Regions from separate parts of the Strix aluco genome. Here region 2 is linked to region 1. A link is a contact called in public Hi-C data. All regions are on one chromosome and are shown on one strand. Each heading gives the region's core, a stretch centred on a gene start, on an enhancer-like site or on the middle of the called end of the contact. The rest is flanking DNA. Distances are from core to core; before and after follow the strand shown.

Region 1 (5,347 bases), core at 1,604-4,103:
TAGGCTGAGGTGGGGTTTTGTACTGTATTTTTCTTCCTCTTTTCCTGTTTTACAAGTAAGTTAAGCAATTAAACCATGCAACCTTGCGGTCAGCAAACAAAATCACAAAGAGGCAGGAAACGAGCATTTAAATCCAACTCTGCTCCTGGGGACTAGGTTTTGCTTTTTGGCTGTGGAGAAGGGGGGTCAGGATTTGGCCCATGACCCTGAAACCTCCCCGGGACCCTCAGCAGATGCTCAGTGCAGCCAGAGCAACGCTGGCACATGTCCGTGGAACCTGTCTTTGACTCTGCTGTTGTTTTTCTTCCGGCGTTGGTTGTGTTACAAGATGGCAATCACCTCTCGTACAGTCAGATCTGTGCCACAGATCGTACGCAAACCCTTCATACCGCTGACAGCCCCAGGGCTTGCATCCTGACCTTTCCCTGGCTCCTGCTGCTACATATAGTTCCTATATCTCCAAAATAAATTCACCCCAGCCCTGGAAGATGGCCAAGCCTCAGTCCTGATCTTTCATGAAGGCGTCTTGGCCTCTCTCACGCCAGGAGCACGACCGAAGGGAAAGCAGTGACCACGAGTGGCCAAGTGTGGGTGGATGGAGCTGGAGGGGAAGGGACCCCCTGGGGACAGTGCCCCCAGCTCGGGGCCAGGCTCCGGCTGTGGCACTTGTGCCCATGGCTCCTTATCGCCTCACTGCCCGCAGCCCGGTGACGGGAAGGACAAGGCTGCCAAGCCACCTCCCCCAGGGCACGCAGAGGCGCTTGGTATGCCATCCACCCACCGGACCCAGCCCAGCACGGGCTCCCCAAGGTCACCTCCAACCTGGGACCGGCCCCAAAAACTCCGCAGCCGTCAGCCCCGTGACAGCCCCCAGCCCTGTGATGTGCACCCGGGGTCTGCCTGGGCTCGCCCCTGGGGTTTGAGGGCTCCCCCATCCCCAAGGGACCATCTCTGCCAGTCCAGCCAGCAGCAGTGGGAGGGTGAAGGTCTCCCACCCCACCTTTTGGTAGCCTGGACATGAGAATGTGGGCAGGAGTGGCTCAATGCCCGCCCTTACTCCTTTTTGCCATAAAGGGGATTTTCAGTGCTGCTTTCGGAATTAACGTGCAAGTCAGTCACAGACAGCAGCAGGGCTGTTTTATGGGGCACAAATCATGGTGAGCAGCGCTGCAAGGCTGAGCAGAAGAGCTCAAGAGCGGGCAAGCACAGGAAGGGAGGCGTCTGTGGGTAAATGACTCTGACTTAAATTTCCTCATTTCGGTAAACGTGTGACTCTCAACACCTGGGGCCTTGGGGCTGCCATTTCTCCCTGTCCCACGCCCATTTGTGCGAGCTCTCAGAGTCACAAACCAGCCCAGAAGTGTCTGATCTTATGATACAGAGAGAAGCGGGGTTTTTTTTTCCATGATATGGAGAAGCAGCCAAGCCTTCAAGTGCTGTAAATAAAGGCACTTGCTGGCTCCAGGGCTGTGCAAGCTCCGCGCCGGCTCCCCCCACACATCCCAGCAGCGAGTTGTGCTTCGGCCGCGTGGTCCCGGGCAGCCGAGCTCCCACAGCTGCCTCTGCAAAGAGCCACCCGTGTAGGGGGACACGCTGGCACTGCGGGGCCTTTCCGACTTTCCTCCTGTCCCTGCCACCCTCCAGCAACCCCGACCCACCGATACCAGCACGCACAGCACATTCGACTTCACAAACAACTCCTGAGGCCGCTGGTGGGGCACTAAGGCAGCATGAGCACGTCAAAAAATAATAATCATGAGCAGCAGATAATTTTTAGACCTTAACTCGCAGAAGAGCTCTTCAGTGCAGAGCGATGCACCGACATCTGTTGGGGACTCAGAATGTTCCTCAGCAGAAGTGTCACCTTTGCCAAAAGGGGGGACCCAGCACAAGGGGGGACCCAGCTTTTGGGACAAGGGAGGATGCTGTAGGAGGCTGGCAGAGGTCTCGTTGGGGGAACCCACCTCTGCCCTATATGGGACCTGCATTTCCAACAGGCTTCGTCACCCCAGATGCTGCACCCCCTTTAGTCTGGGCTTCCCTGTGATGTGGGGGGAGAGCCCGGAGGGGTGCAGGAGGGTGCAGGAGGGTGCAGGAGGGTGCAGGAGGGTGCAGGAGGGTGCAGCAGGGCAGGTGGCTGCCAACTCCCGCTGTGCCCGGTGCCGGCTCCCCCCCACAACGCTGGTGGGGTCCCACGCAGCCGGGGGCAGCCGGGGCAGGGCGGGGAAGACGATCCATGATGGGTGCCCCCAGCACACCTCCACCCCAGTGGTGCAAGCCGGGCTCCACGCAAACCCCATCCCCACGCGAACCCCATCCCTACGCGAACCCCATCCCCTGCGAACCCCATCCGCACGCAAACCCCATCCCCACGCGAACCCCATCCCCTGCGAACCCCAACTCCACGTGAACCCCGACAACACGCACACTCGGTCCCACGCGACCCCAGACCCCACGCGAGCCCCGACCCCAGGCAAAGCCCAGCCCAAGCCCAGCCCAGCAAAGCCCCCGCAGCCGCTACCTTGCCGCCGGCGGGGCAGCACCGGAGGGCGCTGCCGGTGCAGCCCATGGAGCCGCGGCCGGGAGCCCGCTCAGCCGCGGGGCGCGGGGTGCTGCATCCCCCCCGGCGAACGGCCTCCGCTGCCCGGCGGGACCCGCCGGGACGGGACGGGACGGGACGGGACGAGCTGCCCCAGCTGGCAGTCAGGGGAAAAAAAAAAAAAAAAAAATTAAAATAAAATTAAAAAAAAAAAAAAAAAGTCCCCGCAGCTGCTCGCAGGCAGCGCCAGGAGAGGGTGCTCTGCACCCCCGAGCCGCGGGCAGGGCCCCCGGCCGCAGCCTGCCCGCCCCCGGGGCTGGCCCTGGGCTCCCGGCGGGGGAGCTCCGGCCCGGGGCACCCTCCACCCTAGGGTGTCCCCGCCCTGGGCGCTTCCTCCCAGGCAGGGTAGTGGGACGCCCCCAGCCCCGGGAATGCTCTGTCCCTTGGGTCTCCTGTGCTGAGGATGCCCCATCCTGGGTGGGGGGAAAGGGGAGCTGGACCCCCGGTACCAGGGCTGGGGTCCAGCTGGAGCAGGACTGCCTTGGGGGGGCTTCCATTGGTGAGCCCACCCAGCCCCTCTGGGAGAAGGGATGTGAGGAGTGAAGGCAGGATCCATCCTGGCTTTTGCCATCACCCCATGAAGTTTCAGCCTGTGCTGGGGTAGTTGTGTAAAAGTGGTGGCTTTGGGGTGTTTTCTTCTGGCAGGGGGTAGCTGTGCTGGCTGAAGGGGGCTTTCAGTGTGGTCCATACTGTCGGGGGGGACGGCATCCTGGCAATGCCGCCCGCTTGAGCATCCCAAACACCCCAAATGCTGGGCCTGGAGCCAGGGTGCCCTTTTCCAGGAGTAAATCCTGCACTTTGGAAACGGATCCTGAAGATGTAGGGAAACACAATGATTTGAAAGTGTCCTGTCTAAAAATTAATGTGAGGAAAGGCAGGTTCCTCCAAATGTTTTGGTTTTGATGATTTTTTAAAATGCTCTGAAATAATAGACATTTCTAAATCAACATACATTCTGACCTGAAAAATCAACCGTTGCCACCCAGCACTGCTGAAATAGGAGTGTTTCAACCTGGTCACGAGGCCGTACCCGTATGGAAACACTGCCAGTTTTTGTCAACAAGTTTCTATTCTGACATTTTCCAAATATCCCCTGGGACAAGTCCAAGCAGCCTGCGGCTCGGGGGCTGCCAGGACGCTGGTGTTTCGCCACCGCTCCGGCACCGCCTGCCCGGCCAGCGAGGGAGCGGAGGTGTGTGGTCACCCCATCACGTGCGACTTGAAGGTGTTTTTTCTGCCTCGGTAACCCTGGGACCAGGGAAATTGTGAAACATCACTTGGATAGGAGGGTGGGGAAGGTGAGGGGCAGGCCCACGGCTGCCCCAAGTCTCCCAGGGAATGGTGGGACCAGTTCTCTGCGTCCTTGTGGGTAGGTGCTGCTTAAGCTTCATGACGTTTTGTGAGTCACAGCAGCTTCCTGGCATCATCTCCCACCGCTCGGAAACCACCGACAGCGTCTGTTCTTATCTCTCCCAGCACTTCATACATGAGGCAAGTCTCCTTCCCTGCCTGAGAGTACTTATTTGGGCTGAGTAGATCCTCTGTGGGATAAAAAAGCTCATCAGGGCAAGGTGCTGGTCTCCACCTCTCCAGGGTTAATTAAAAATCCTGGTCCAGACTTTCGAGACTGAAGCCATACAGGGGCAAGCACAAAAGCACATGAGTATTTCCAGGCTGAATTTGCATTGCTGAGGCTGTGGCTGTGAGCAGAAGCAACTGTGTGGGCAGCTGACAAGGAGCCTGTCCAGCTGCCATCACGTCTTGCTGGTGCACGAAGGTCCAGCAGTTTGCACGTGTGCTTGTGATAATTTCTGGTTTCAACTACGGGGCTCTGAGGGGGTGCCCCTGTGCCATGAAGTGGGGCTCTGGGTAGGGTTTCTTTTGCTAATGGTGGAGAAAAACCAGAGGGTTTGGTCACATCAGGCTGAGGCATCAAGCCAGCAAGGCAGAGCTGGGGCTTGGGGATGGGGTTGGGCAGCAAGAGTGGCTCCAGCACCCCGCTCCCCAGCCCTGCACCCCGCAGGGCCGCTGTGGGCTCTGCCATGGCAGCTACAACCCTGCACTGCTATAAATCACTAACTTTCGGAGAAGGGGCACACCAGATCATGTTACATCCTTCCTTCAGCCTGTAGGCGCATCTGCGAGGCTGCCTGCTGGAGGCCCTGCCTGTACTGCCCCAAAGCTCTCTTATTTTAGCTCGATTTTAGCAATTTCTCGGTTTCTGCAACCTTTCCTGTGCAGGCTGCACGAGATGTGTCCCTGCTGGAGAGATCTCCCATCTCAGCCCTGCTTCATCTTCCTCTGCCCCAATACACTGACTACATGCTCCCTTTGCAGGGCAGAAACTTAAACAGCCAGAAACTCTTCTGCTGTTTTCGAGCAAAGCAGGGGCTTTCCATGGTGGTGTAGGGGTGGGATTCATCACTGCAGCAACTCATCCCCCTCTCCCTAACCAGAGGAGCCTGGGGACCCGGGCAGCACGCGGGGCTGGGGCTGCTGGAGCCTGCTCACAGAGGGCTGGAGACACGGGGACTGTGGCAGCGAGGGGATTTCTGCCCGTGCAGAGACAGGAAAGTGGAGGCAGTGTGGGGCAGACCCACCTGGGGCAGCTTCGGCTTGTTTTGAAGTTTGCCCAGATGTCTTTTTCTGTGTTATCACGATCTCTCCCCAGGAACGACAGCGGCTGGAGAAGTCTCGAGGGTTTTGCCTGGAAAAGCGAGCCTAGGAGGGTTTATCTCATGCTCAGCT
Region 2 (5,473 bases), core at 2,539-5,038, 160 kb after region 1:
TCCCACCGCCCTCCCAGGTATTGTTGGGGGCCACCATTCTCTCTGGTCAGCTGGTGAATGTCTTTGGGATTTGTTTTCATGCATGATATGCTCTGGCAAGCTCTAGGTTCACCTAGGAAAGACACAGAGGCTGTGTTCTACCTCTCCTCTACAACCATGGTTGGGTTCACATGGGCTTTCCAGAGTAGCTAAGGGGTCCCCCACAGAAATGGTGCTGGCTGTATGTGGTCCTGCTGCTTCTCCGGTATGAGGGGTTTGCTGAAGCTGGACCTGCAGGTCTTTCCTACTTTGTGCATCCCAGGAAACAGCCTGTTTTACTGGGAGAGCTGGAAAAAGCTCAGAACTCTCTCTTCAGCATTTCATACACCTGGTATATACCTAGCCTCCTCACACCGGGCAAGGCTACTGTGCAGACTTCTCCCCAAGGTAGGAAGCGTTCTTCCCAGTCTTCTTTAGGGTTTCCAATAGGGTGTCAACACTGTGCTCAGAGCTGATGCACACCTTCTTGTTGGGCAGGTCAATATCAAACTGGACACCTACAAGGAAAGAAAAAAAAAAAACTTGCATAGCTAGAAGCAGCTAAAGGGTGTGAGCATGGGGAAAACTCACCTTGTATTAGAAATAGTGTGACCAGCAGAAGTAGGGAGATGATAATCCCCATGTAGGGCCTGGAGAATAAATCCTGTGAGGAGTGATTGAAGGAGCTGGGACTGTTTAGTTTGAGGAGAAGGCTGAGGGGAGACCTCATCACTCTCTACAACTACCTGAAAGGACATTGCAGAGAGGTTGGTGCTGGTCTCTTCTCACAGTTAATTAGCGATAGAACAAGAGGGAATGGCTTTGAACTGCAACGGGGGAGGTTTAGACCAGATATTAGGAAAAAATTTTTCACAGAAAGAGTGGTCAGACAGTGAAATAGGCTGCCCAGGGAGGGGGTGGAGTCACCATCCCTGGGTGTGTTTAAGGGTCATTTGGATGAGATGTTGGGGGATGTGGTGTAGGGGAGAACTTTGTAGAGTAGGGCTGATGGTTGCACTCAATGATCCCAAGGGTCTTTTCCAATCTGAATGATTCTGTGATTCACACATTCGTGCTCCCAAGGCCATCAGTCAAATGTATGGGTGCCTCCTGCCAGCAGCCCCTGATCCCACCACCACCCAGCAAAACTAAACTGGTATCTTGCCAGCAGTGGTATGAAGGAAGCCAGGTCTCCTATCGATCTGCATCGGGCAGCACTGATTCTCAACTACTTGAAATCTGCTCACCCCACCCTGGATCAACACAATCACTCATGCAACAACCAGAATGAGCTGAGTTTAAACCAATCACTATAATCTCCAACCAGCTCAGCCTGTGCCGTGGTTTAGCATGGATAGTCACTAACGAGGCAGTTAGCGTAGGGGTTAGGACAGGGTCAGGACAGGTTTCCTCAGTGGTGGTACCAGCTTACAGGAGGAGGGAGGGAAAAGACACTTTCCCATGTGGATTTCCGAGTGGCTAGTAAGGGTGAGCCACTCTTAGCCCAGTGAAAGGAACTGGACATGAAGTCTCTATCCAGCCACCTATTTCCACAAAACTTGCAGGTATGTCTCAGCTTTGAGAGCTCTGCCACGTCATCACATGAGGCTGATACTGGCAAGCATGCTGAAGAGTGGTGGAGGTGCTGACAACCACACAGAGAAAGTGGATCACCACAGCCAGGTAACGGGGTCTGGAAGAAGTTGCAAGGCCTTCTCCTTGGTGACTGAAAGCTGTTCTCACTCGGTGAGGACAGGGGAGCAGGATGACAGGTCCTCACAACTGGTGAGTGTGGGTCAGTTCCTTCTCCCTTGGTAATCCCAGCTCAAAGGAGACATGGGTTATAATTTTCCAGGTGGTATTAAAAATAGGCTGTACAGGCAACCACCAAACGCTCTGCTCAGCAGCTCTTCGCTGTGACAGCTCTACACGTGGGCACTGATGACACATCAGGGAAGCACCACAGATACCCTGGGTTTCCTTGGGAACAGCACCTGGCAGGACACCCCTTCCTTCTGGCAGCCCGAGCAGGGATCTACCAGTGTGGCTCCCAGAGGGTTCAGGATGCGGCCCTGGTGATTCACGGCCACCTGCAGCCATGGCAGCTCCTCCCTCCCTTGACATTTCTCCATGTCATGAACAACCAGCAACTCATTACTAAGCAGCAGGCTCAGAGCAGAGCAGGGATCAGGGGTTTCCAACCAGTCACTTTCAGCTTTTACCCACAGCGCTACCCTTGCAAAACGGAGGATCCCAGGGCACTGACATCCTGCCCCGGAGCTGGCGTTGCTCCGGTGAGCTGGCTGTCACACACCCAGCACTGACTCACCTCCCAGCCTGTGCAGGACACGGGTGACCGCATTGGAGCAACCTTCACAGGTCATGTCCACAAAGAACTCGTGTTTCTGAAAAGAGGCAGACGAGGGATCAGGGAGGGTGCAGCGGGCAACACACCATAAGCACTCGTCCTCCACACTTGCCTTTTTCCTTGGGGAGGTGGGTTCAAATCCTTCCCAACCAAAAGGTCCACACATGCCACTAAGGGATCCTCAGCAAAACCGAGAGCTCTCGGTACTCCTTCCTTGTTGTGTCCCTCACAGCATAACCCTAGGGGCCCCTGGAGACTGTCTGGCCCCTGCTCGGAGCAGGGCCACCTTCAGGGTCAGCACAGGTTGCCATCTCTGTGGGCCTCTGCTGGACTCACTCCACTTACCCTGGAAAGCCCAGGAGAAGCAAGTGTCCTCCCTCCAGCTACTCGCTGTCCTGACTTAGACTGCAAGGTTTTTGGTGCCTGCCCATCCTATTCTTCTTGCGTCTACAAGGCCGTGGGTCCCCAACATAATAAACTCATAAAAATATCAACAAAACTGAAATTTAAGGAACATTAGTGCTGGTTTTTCATTGCTTCACCCAGGCCCCAGTGCTACCTTCATGAGCTGTGAGAGATACTGGGTCAACATAAACGTGCTTGCCTGTAACACTAATCATTGTGTTCAGTCTTTGGCACCAGACGGATCCTAACTTCCTTTTCTTGCACATGCTTTTTATTTTCCTTAAAAAATAAAAGTAAAGCTGTTTTTTATCTGTTACCCACAATCCATACTTTTTTCTATACAAAACCACCCTTTGCCCCCCACCACTCAGAGGCTAAAGCCCTCACGGGCACAATTCACCCGGGAAAGCAGTTCAGGAATGGCGGTTCCCATTAGGATTTTCCAGTGTAATTAGCATTTTCTTGATTTTTATTTTACAAATGCCCTGCGTGCTCTGGGGGCCGGTGTGCGGGAAGGAGGCGTTGGGACGGGAGGGCTCCCGCCACAGGGCCCCCCCCGTCCTCCCGGAGGCCGGACTATGCCCCCAGGCCCCGGTGATTGCGGGGGGGGGGGGGGCCGCCAGCTCCTCCCGGTGCCGGGCAGCGCCCTCCTTGCCCCGCCGCCTCCGCTGGCAACGGGCCCATCCCCGCCATGTCCCCCGGCCCCACCAAGGCCCCCTCGGCCCCACACAGGCCCCCGGCTCGGCCCCGGTGCCCGACCCAGTCCGGGCCCGGGCCCAGGCGCTGTGCGGGGCCGGCCGAGGGCCGCGATGAGCCGCCGCCCCCCGCCCCCCCGCCCCCCCGCCCCGGGCCCGGCACCCACCGGCATGGCGGAGCGCGGCGGCGGCTCCCGGCTCTCAGCGCGGCGCGGAGGAAGGGGCGGGCCGCGTCGGGCCCCTGAGGGCCGAGGCTGGGCCTGGAGCGCCGGGCCCTGAGCGCCGGCCCCGCACAGCGTCCCCGGGGCGGCGGCGAGTCCGGCGGCCCCACCCGGCCCCAGCCCCACCGGGGAGCCGCGCTCGGCCCCTCCCGCACAGCGGGGCAGCGGCGGGGCAGCCGCCGCCCGGCCTCCCCGGGCAGGGAGGACGCCGGCCCCTCTCGGTAACCTCGGACGGGCAGAACCGTTCCGGCCGCCTTCATCTCTGACCCCGTAGCTCCACCGACGTCGGGGTTTCAGAAGGTTTTGCAAAGTCGCCGGTGGGCCAGGAACGGGGATCCGCTGCAGAGAAGCCCAGGGAGGGCAGCGAGGTCGGAGGCAGCTGCACAGAGACGGTTTCAGCACAGCAGGAGTTTGGGGCTGGGGGCTTCTGTTTGCCCTGACGTGAACTGGCTCAGGCTGTGGGATGCAGGAGTCCGGACACTCTTTGGCCCGTTCCTAACACTGACCAAATTGGTTTTAGTAGCCTTTTGGGGACAGCGATTTAATTCTTAGGAGTATTCATTGCTGAAACGCAGCCCCACTTCTCGCGGTTGTTTCTCTAACCGTTTTTCTGGTACTGCCACCCCTTGTGAGGAGATGCGCCGGGGCTGTGGCTGGACCGATGATGCTGTCCAGGTTAGGATGAAGCCCGAGGTGGGAGTGAGGCCATCGGAAAGCACGAGATGGCAGAAAGGGTTAAGGAGAAAGTGGTGGAGAAAGTTTGTACTTGGAGTGGCTCCCTAACAGCTGCCAGCACCCTGCCTGGTGCTCTGCCCACCTGCTTTACAGGCTAAGGATTGGCACAGCGACAAAGCGGCTGCGGGAGGAAGGTGGGAAGAGTCATAAAGATGGGGCAAGAGGCACGAGGGTTGGCAGGGCTGCTTCAGAAAGCTTGTTCCTCTCTGTCTTTTGAGGTTATGAGATTTACTCGCTTAGGAGAGCTCTGGTAGACTGGATTATTGAACGAGAGAGGTTTGGGGGGGTTTCTGCTTCAGAGTAGGTTGAGAGAAAGGATGCGGGTCCCTGAGAATGTTTACGTGTCTGCTTTGGGGTCGTTTGTTGGGGTTTTTTTCCCCTGGCTATTTGTCTCTGAAGGAGAATGGATCTCTTTCTTAAAAACTTGAGTCAAGGTGGAGGCGGCTGTGGTGGGGGCTGGGAGAAGCTCCGGTGCTTTGGCAGGCTGCGGGTAACCAGAAAAGGAGTCAGTGATGTACGTCAGGGCTGAGAAGAGCTGGCAGAGCTGCGTGGGGGACAACACTTCCTGACCACGTGCTGGGCTTCAGCGTCTCCCTGTTAAGAAACTGTGGCAGAAAGAATAACTGGGGTGTTTCTGGTTATTTGCTACCACACCAACGGGAGCTGCATCCTGGGATGTCGGCTGGCCTTGGCTAACCCTTCCCCTCGCACTGAGTTGATGCTGAACAGGCTGAGTCCCTGAAGACTGAGCCAAAGATGATGTGAATGCCTTTTCTAGCAAGTTTCTATTGCATGGAGGGCGTGAGGGCATTCGTTTTAATGTGCATAGGACCCTGTTGTTGTACTGACCTTTTTATAAAAGAGGAAATATCTGTCCCCTACTGCTCTGGGGGTGTCTAGGATCCTCCCCGGCAGAGTTTATTTTGGACGGCTGTTGTGCTGGGTCACTGGTCTCATGTTAAACTTGGTAAAGTCCGCGCTACTGATTTATGAACTGGCAGATTGCAATGTGGCTTAGTCTATAAATAGCC

What was found. A called contact is a pair of places that touch in the nucleus more often than the background predicts.
Region 2: a Hi-C map of heart shows a contact between it and region 1, with 8 times the contacts expected there. The contact joins the promoter of ATOX1 here to the promoter of CCDC69 in region 1. A contact is called at or near these places in 2 of 2 Hi-C or Micro-C datasets (brain and heart).

Annotation. Positions count from the first base shown.
Region 1 is chr13:6,977,331-6,982,677 of bStrAlu1.hap1, forward strand. CCDC69 (coiled-coil domain containing 69) reads right to left here and starts at 2,854. Exons shown (of 9, transcript XM_074838095.1): 1 at 2,522-2,854. The coding sequence starts at 2,569.
Region 2 is chr13:7,138,520-7,143,992 of bStrAlu1.hap1, forward strand. ATOX1 (antioxidant 1 copper chaperone) reads right to left here and starts at 3,789. Exons shown (of 4, transcript XM_074838812.1): 1 at 3,654-3,789; 2 at 2,348-2,423; 3 at 379-536. The coding sequence starts at 3,659. The coding sequence ends at 403.